2 separate regions of the Muntiacus reevesi genome follow, and region 1 is linked to region 2. The links are chromatin contacts, called in public Hi-C maps. All regions are on one chromosome and are shown on one strand. Each heading gives the region's core, a stretch centred on a gene start, on an enhancer-like site or on the middle of the called end of the contact. The rest is flanking DNA. Distances are from core to core; before and after follow the strand shown.

Region 1 (3,561 bases), core at 1,036-3,535, 220 kb before region 2:
TAGCCTTGGGCTACCTTTCTAGCTCACTGCAACTCTTCCCTCCTAAACAACCTGCCTTGAAGTCCGGAGTCCAACAATCCTGATATAAAACTGAATGAGGTCTGCATTTGCTTGGCTCATAGCACTGAAAACATTTTAAAATAAGCTACTGCCAACAATTAAAAATGAAGAGAGTACAGATACAAATCTCAAGTTCTGACTTCTTTCTAAAAATTGCTGGGTAAGTGGCGTCTGGTTCTCAAGGGTCTCCACTACTCCAATCTCTCACACCTGGCCCCACAGACTGAGTTTTGACCCCAATATTGGGCTGAATATGGGAGAAGGGGATGACAGAGGATGAGATGGTTGGATGGCATCACCGACTTGATGGACATGAGTTTAAGCAAGCCCCAGGAGTTGGTGATGGACAAGGAAGCCTGGCGTGCTGTAGTCCATGGGATCTCAAAGAGTTGCACACGACTGAGTGAGTGAACTGAACTGACTGGGCTGAAGCTCCCCCTTCACCCTGCCCTTCCCCACTTCTTGCCTTCCCCTAGACCTGACAAGCTTCTCATCACCATTCAAGTCAACTCCAGCACCAGCCAAGCACCACCACCTCCTCCAAGCTCCCACAGCACAGCCCCTCCTCTACAGCAAGCTGTCCGAGCACTGTCTGCATGTCTGCTTTCTCTACTGGGCTCTTGGGCTCTCCGGAGGAAGGGACCCTGTTGCTACTGCCTTTGTGTCCCCAGGGCTGAGCAGAAAGCTGACCTAGATAATGTAGAATTCAGTCAATGTGTCCTGAATGCGAGGAAGGAAGTTAGAGCTAAAACATTATAAAAATGTCAGATTTTATATTACAGCTTGTTCTGATAGTTACCAAATAAAGGGGTCAAGGACATCAAAATGTTTCACAAAACTAAAGCAACCTACCATCTGCATACAAGTTTCACAAGTTAGTCAGAAGTCACTAAACAGAGAAAGCAGAGGCAACAGGCTGGCAGGGTCATTCATTCATTCATTCACTCACTTAACTAATATTACTGAATACTTACTGTGTGCTTTCTAAGCACTGGGGATAAAGCAGTGGACAAATCAGACAACTACCTGTTTTCATAAAGCTATAATCCTAATGGGAGAAACAGAAAATAAACAGGCAAATCAATAGAATAGTTTCAAACCAGATACTGGAAAGAAAATTAACATAATGAGACAGAATGACTAAAGGAATAAAAAGGGTGGTCAAGAACAGCATACTGTAAATTGAAACATGTGAGGAGAAGGACCAGAAGGAGTCAGCTCTGCAAAGATCTGGGAGGCAACTCCAATCACTGGATACAAATGCAAAGGTCCTGAGGTAAACAGGGCTGAATGTTCAAGGCCAGTAAGATGCGTAGGTTAGGAGACCAGTGCTCCGGGTTGGGGGACTTATCGGGGGTGAGTTGGTCAGGGCCCGCTCAGGCACTGCTGGGCACTGAGTATGCAATGACAAGGCACTTGGGGAGCACGAGGATGGAGGACTCTGGGCGGACTCTGCTACACTCAAACCAGCAAGCAGTATCCCGCCCATTTTTCCACAAGTGTGCACCGGGCGGGCTCCTGCCCAGGGGCTTTCACACACATTCAGAGAGCTTGACAACAACCCTGTCCAAAAAGGGGAGACATTTCCCCCACTTTGCCGAGGGGAAAACAGAGGAACAGCAAGGATCAGTGCCTTCGCCAAGGTCGCAGGAATCAGATCCCAGGCTTCTGAGCATCCGGGAGGAGGTATGCAGCTGGGTGCCAAACAATCGGGGCGGGGGAGGGGGCGCCCACAGACCCTCCAGCAGGTCTGCCGGGGCCAGAGCGGGTAGCGAGCCCGCAGCTGTGGGGCGAGGACAGCCGGGCGTAAGGGGGTGACTGCGGCAGCCTGGAGGACGAGGGGCTGCGGCCGGGGTCGCCAGCACCCCGCAGACCCCGGTCGGCCCACAGAACTCGGTCTTCCCGCTCCGCACCCCCCTGTCCCCGCGGAGCCTGGCCCCGCGGCCTTCCCGCCGCCCCTCCCCGGCGAGGCTCGGTCCCAGAGTCCCCGCTGGGCCTAACCCGCCCGCCGGGCTCACCTCGCCTCCCCGCCGCCGCGCCAGAGGGAGAGGGCTGGCGGGCGGACTGGCGGCGCAGCGCGCTAGCTGCTCGCGGCTCCGCTGCCCCGGGCTCGGCCGGCCGCCCCGCCCCGCTCTGCTCCGCTCCGCCCCGCCGCCGCCGTCGCCGCCGCCGCAAAGGGTGTGAGGGGCGCCGGGGCGCTTAGGACCCTTCCGGTCTGGATTGCTTCTCCTCCGCTGCAGCCGCCGCCGCGGCGCCCGGCCTGACCGATCCGTGCCCCGGCCAATCAGCGCGCGGGAAGCTGGGCGGGCGCGGCCAATCGCGCGCGCGCGGGGCTGGGGCTACTGCCGGGCGGCTCCGGAGGAGAGGTGGGGCCAGCCCGGCGCTGGTTGACCAGTTCTTCGGAGAGCGGCGCTCGGCGTCCGCGCTGCCGATCGCTCTGCGTCTTATTGACGCAGGCCCGGCTCGGCGCGCCGACTGAGCTCTACAGGCGCCCGCGATGCGGCGGCCGAACACCGCGCTGGGAGGCGATAGAGAAGGGGACTGACGGAACCGAAAGCCTGGCCGCTGGGCTTGCAGGTGCAGACTGACAGCGGCGAGTCGGTCTGGAGGAAGGTGGAGAAGGTCCATGAGGGGAGGGCCAGGGCGACGGGGCCTTGGCGTCCAGGACTGGGAGGCGGAGGCGGCAAGGACGTGGAGACGAGAGGAACGGACCTTGGATTCCTTTTCTCACTGTGAAGGAGTTTGAGGGTTGCTGCCAGAAGCCGAGGCATGGGAGAAGATGGCCATGTGTAGGCACCTGGGCCCGGCAGGTCAGTGACAGAGGGGAGGAGGAGACTGGCTGGTGAGCCTGGAGCAGAGTTCAAGCCTCTCGAACAAAAATTGCCACCATCGAGGATTATGGGAAACTCAGGAGGTCTGACTCTCAGAGCTGTAGTTTTACAAAGGATCATTCCTGGTCTTCTCAGAGGAGAATGGCAGAGGGAGGAGAGGGAGGAGAAGGGAGGGAATGGAGTGCAGTGCTGAGGGCCCTTAGGACCTATGATTTGTTGGTAGTGACCTTCTTCAGAGGCATCTCCCCCGGCTAGCCTCTGGATCTGGTTCCAGCAGGTCTGAAGGTGTGAAATGATGGGTGAGTTGTTGTCAGATCCGTGTTTCCATTAGCAAAGCTAGAAGTGAGGCACGAAGCCTGGACCCATTGGGGAAGATCTCAGAGCTCAGTGGGTGGGGCGAGAGGACTTTGGGGATGGGGAGACTTGTGAACTGTAAAGGAGGAACAGCCCTCATAGGGTGGCCAGGGCAAGGGCCAAACTGGAGGGAAGGAGCAGGACTCTGCAAATGGGGAAGTTAAGGGGCTAAGGGGCTCCGAGCAGAGTGGCAGAATTTGGGGAGACTGGCAAGCCTGTGACCCAGGGCCAGGCTGGGGGCACCAGGCCCTCAGAAGAGGGGTAGTGTAGAGGAAGGGATCCAGGTACAGAGTTCCCCTTAGGCCACCCTCGTCTT
Region 2 (3,754 bases), core at 688-3,187:
GATCCATGATAAATTGCTGCTGGGACTGTAAAATAATACAGAGTAATATAATTTTTGTAAATGATATCTTGACCCTGGCTAGAGGTTGGTCAGTTTTCCTTCCTGAGCACCCCATTAAGCCCAAATTCCCAACTATTGATTTACTGGGCTCAGCATTATTTGTTGTTTTTGCTGTCAGTCACTAATTCATGTCCGACTCTTTGGGACCCCATAGACTGCAGCACAGTAGGCTCCCCTGTTCTTCACCATCTCCCAGCGTTTGCTCAAATTTATGTCCACCGAGTCGGTGATGCTCCTTCTCCTTATGCCTTCAATATTCCCCAGTATCAAGGTCTTTTCCATGAGTCGGCTCTTCGCATCAGGTGGCCAAAGTATTGGAGCTTCAGCATCAGTCCTTCCAATGAATATTCAGTCTTGATTTCCTTTTAGGATTGACTGGTTTGATCTCCTTGCAGTCCAAGGGACTCTCAGTTGTCTTCTCCAGCACCACAATTCCGAAGCAGCAATTTTTCAGCGCTCAGCCTTCTTTATGTTCCAACTCTCACATCTGTATACAACAACTGGAAAAACCTTAGCTTTGACTATAGGGGTCTTTGTCAGCAAAATGATGTTGCTGCTTTTTAATATGCTATCTAGTTTTGTCATAGCTTTTCTTCCAAGGAGCAGGTATCTTTTAATTTCATGGCTGCAGTCACCACCCACAGTGATTTCGGAGTCCAAGAAAATAAAATCTGTCCCTGCTGCCACTTTTATCCCTTCTATTTGCCATGAAGTGATGGGACCAGATGCCATGATCTTTGTTTACTGAAGGTTGAGTTTTAAGCCAGCTTTTTCACTCTCTTCTTTCACCCTCATCAAGAGGTTCTTTAGTTCCTCTTCACTTTGTGTCATTAGAGTGGTATAATTTGCCTATCTGAGGCTGTTGATACAGCTCCTGCAATCTTGACTCGTTTGGGAGTCATCCAGCCCAGCATTTCACATGATATATACTCTGCAAGTAAGTTAAATAAGAAGGGTGACAATATACAGCCTTGTCCTACCCTTTCCCAATTTTGACCCAGTCCGTTGCTCCATGCATCTTTATTGTATTTTAACAGTCTGCAGGTCGAGCCTCTCACCCCCATGCTGTGACCTTACCCCTGGCAGGCTGGAGCCTGACTCTTCTCTCTGCCCTGCTTGGAGCACAGGGCCTTGACCACTAGTTAACTAATGCACCCTCATGCAAACACCATCTATCAGCTCAGTCCTTTCTCTGCTCATTTTCAACCACCACCTTAATAGAACATTTTGATCTTCGAACACAGCTCAGGACAGTTACATCTGGCTAGGATCCCACCACCAGAATTGTCCTTGAATTTACTGGACTGAACAACCATTTATGGACTGAAACGGGCCATTAACTATTATTTTCTGCATATCTGAGGCTAGAAGAATCATTCACGACCAAATGTCTTGTTTTAGAGGGATCAAGATACTGGCTAAGCTCAAAAGTCTGAAAGCCTGTCCTGTTTCCAAGTAACTGACAGGCCAAATGAAAGGGAGGAAGATCAAGGAAAAAAGAGAAGAGAGGGACAAAACTGAACGGCCTGAGACCAAAAAAAAAAGAAGAAAAAAGTGTTAGTTGGAAAGAGTAGGAGCGTTAAGAAGATGATTAAGTATAAACGACAAGGCAGTAACAAGCGAAGAGAGCGGGAAGACGGGAACTCAGACCCTGAGAGGCGGGCACCGGTCACTTGCTCCCCAGAGCCGGGAGGGTGAAGAGAAAGGGCGGGGCCTGCGGAAGCTGCGAGCGGAGAGCGACCGCCCCGGATGCTGAGTGGTCGCGCCCTGCGGCGGTGGCCAATGGGCGCCCGGGATGTTGGAGCGGCAGCGTCAGTGGCGGCGCTCTCTCGCTCGCTCGCTCGCTCGCTGCGGAGGGGGTGAGGTGGGGGAGGGGGACGGCGGCCGCCGCCATGATGCTTGTTTGCTTTCAATGAAAACAAGGGGGACGCGGAGGAGGAGGAGGCGGCGGCGTCGGTGGCGGCGGCGTCGGCTGCGCGGGGGCGAAGGCAGCGGTGGGTGCAGCGAAAAGGGAGAGACCGGAGGCCGAGAGGCCGGGAGGGCGTAGTGGCGGCCCGTCGAGGAGGCTGAAGCGGGCGGCTGACGCGGTGGATCTCGGAGGGGGAACAAAGAGCGGCGACTAAGGCGGCAGAGGAGCGGCGACGGCGGCGCTGCAGCTGCGGGCGGGACTGGTATGGTGGTTCCACAGGTCAGACCCCGCTGCACTCACAGGGAGGAGGCGGCGGCAGCGGCGGAGGAAGGCGGTGCACCCCAGGAGGTGAGCGAGACCGGTCCGAGGCCCAGCCGGGCGCTGCTCCTCGCACTGGCGGTGCACGGGCCCCTCTCAGTCGTGTCCCGGGGACCGTAGCGCGGGGCACTGGAGCGAGAGCACCTTAAGTTTTGTGGGCGGCGGGCCCGCAGCTTGGAGGAGATGGCGGCTGTTGAGGGGTGCTTAGATGCGCAGCTGTCGCGATCCCGCAGATTCCGGGACCGCGCCCCCGCGCAGAGTCCGGGGCTGAGGGGTGTTGATTGACGGCGGAGGTGGGGGCACGCAGCGGGGGCTCCGGGGTTGGGGGATGCCCTGGCTCTCGACTCTGGCTCTGGTCACTCGCAGGAGGAGAGTTGGTGTCTGGTACTCTTGACCAGGATGGGTGGCAACTTTGGAGAAGTGGCAGTGTGGGATTGCGCGAAGTGTAGTATGGAACTTCGCAGTTACCGCAGAGCGGGAAACTGTTCCCCCCAAATGTGTTTAAAATTAAGTTTAATGCAATTATTTTTTGCGGGAGGGGGGATGGATTGGCAGAATGGGAATGCCATGGTTAAAGAAGCCCTTAGCAGCAGATGGAGAGATTAGGATATTGCTGAGGACTCAGAGACACAATTACTTGAAGCTTTTATGTTTAATAACCTAAATCTTGTCTTTCCTCCTTTTTTCTAAGTACCAGTCATTATTTTCTTCAGTAACTTTTTTTCTTTTGACCCTTCTCCTTCTATACCTTTCTTGAAGAACTTGCTAAGTAATACCTGTAACCTATTCTTGAACTGTTAACTGCAAAAGACCAAGTTGTGAATGGTCGTTTTGCTTGTCCTTTTTGATGTATTATTGTGTTAAACTGAGGTTTAAATAATCTCCTTGAATATGAGTTCCCATCCTTATTTCCAGGTGGATTGCCCCCTTAGTGGTAGTGCAGAATCTTCTTGCCTCTTTGTGTCTGGGGATTTTAATTTTGGGGAGGAAGAGAGTGAATATGAACAGGTGAAAAATAAAATGGCATATAATACACTTTTCGTTTTTCTGAATGCACTAGAGTTTATCATCCCAAAATAGTTTTGTAGGCTGTAGGAGCTATGTCCATTGATCAGAAGGTTTTGAAAACTTGTTTTGTAATTGCTGTCAGAGTAATTATTCCATTCTTTAGAATGTGATGACTATTAGAATAAAAATAGCTTAATATTTTTAGACCAGTGATCTAGTACAGTCCTCTTGCTTTAAACAAAATTTTTGAATCGCTACTAATGAGGAAACAAACTTAGGTTAAAGCGACTTGCCCAAGATATTACAGTTAAGAGGGAAAGGACCAGGTTTTGTGTTAAGTGTGAGAGCACATGAGTGATGTACTTGACAAAGATTAGTTCTTTTGGGAGGGCAGAGTGTGTTTTAATGAATGGAAGTTATTTGAAGTAGTTGAGCCTGATCAGTTTCAGTAGGTGAACA

The links. Hi-C and Micro-C count contacts between places; a contact is called where the count stands out from the background.
Region 1: a contact with region 2 is called in a Hi-C map of muscle, with 2.3 times the contacts expected there. The contact joins the promoter of MAPK9 here to the promoter of CNOT6 in region 2. A contact is called at or near these places in 2 of 3 Hi-C or Micro-C datasets (blood and muscle).

Annotation. Positions count from the first base shown.
Region 1 is chr1:179,900,817-179,904,377 of mMunRee1.1, reverse strand. It overlaps MAPK9 (mitogen-activated protein kinase 9), which reads right to left and starts at 2,285. Exons shown (of 12, transcript XM_065917241.1): 1 at 2,079-2,285. It overlaps LOC136155484 (a long non-coding RNA gene), which reads left to right and starts at 2,453. Exons shown (of 3, transcript XR_010660831.1): 1 at 2,453-2,870.
Region 2 is chr1:179,683,845-179,687,598 of mMunRee1.1, reverse strand. It overlaps CNOT6 (CCR4-NOT transcription complex subunit 6), which reads left to right and starts at 1,937. Exons shown (of 12, transcript XM_065917239.1): 1 at 1,937-2,317.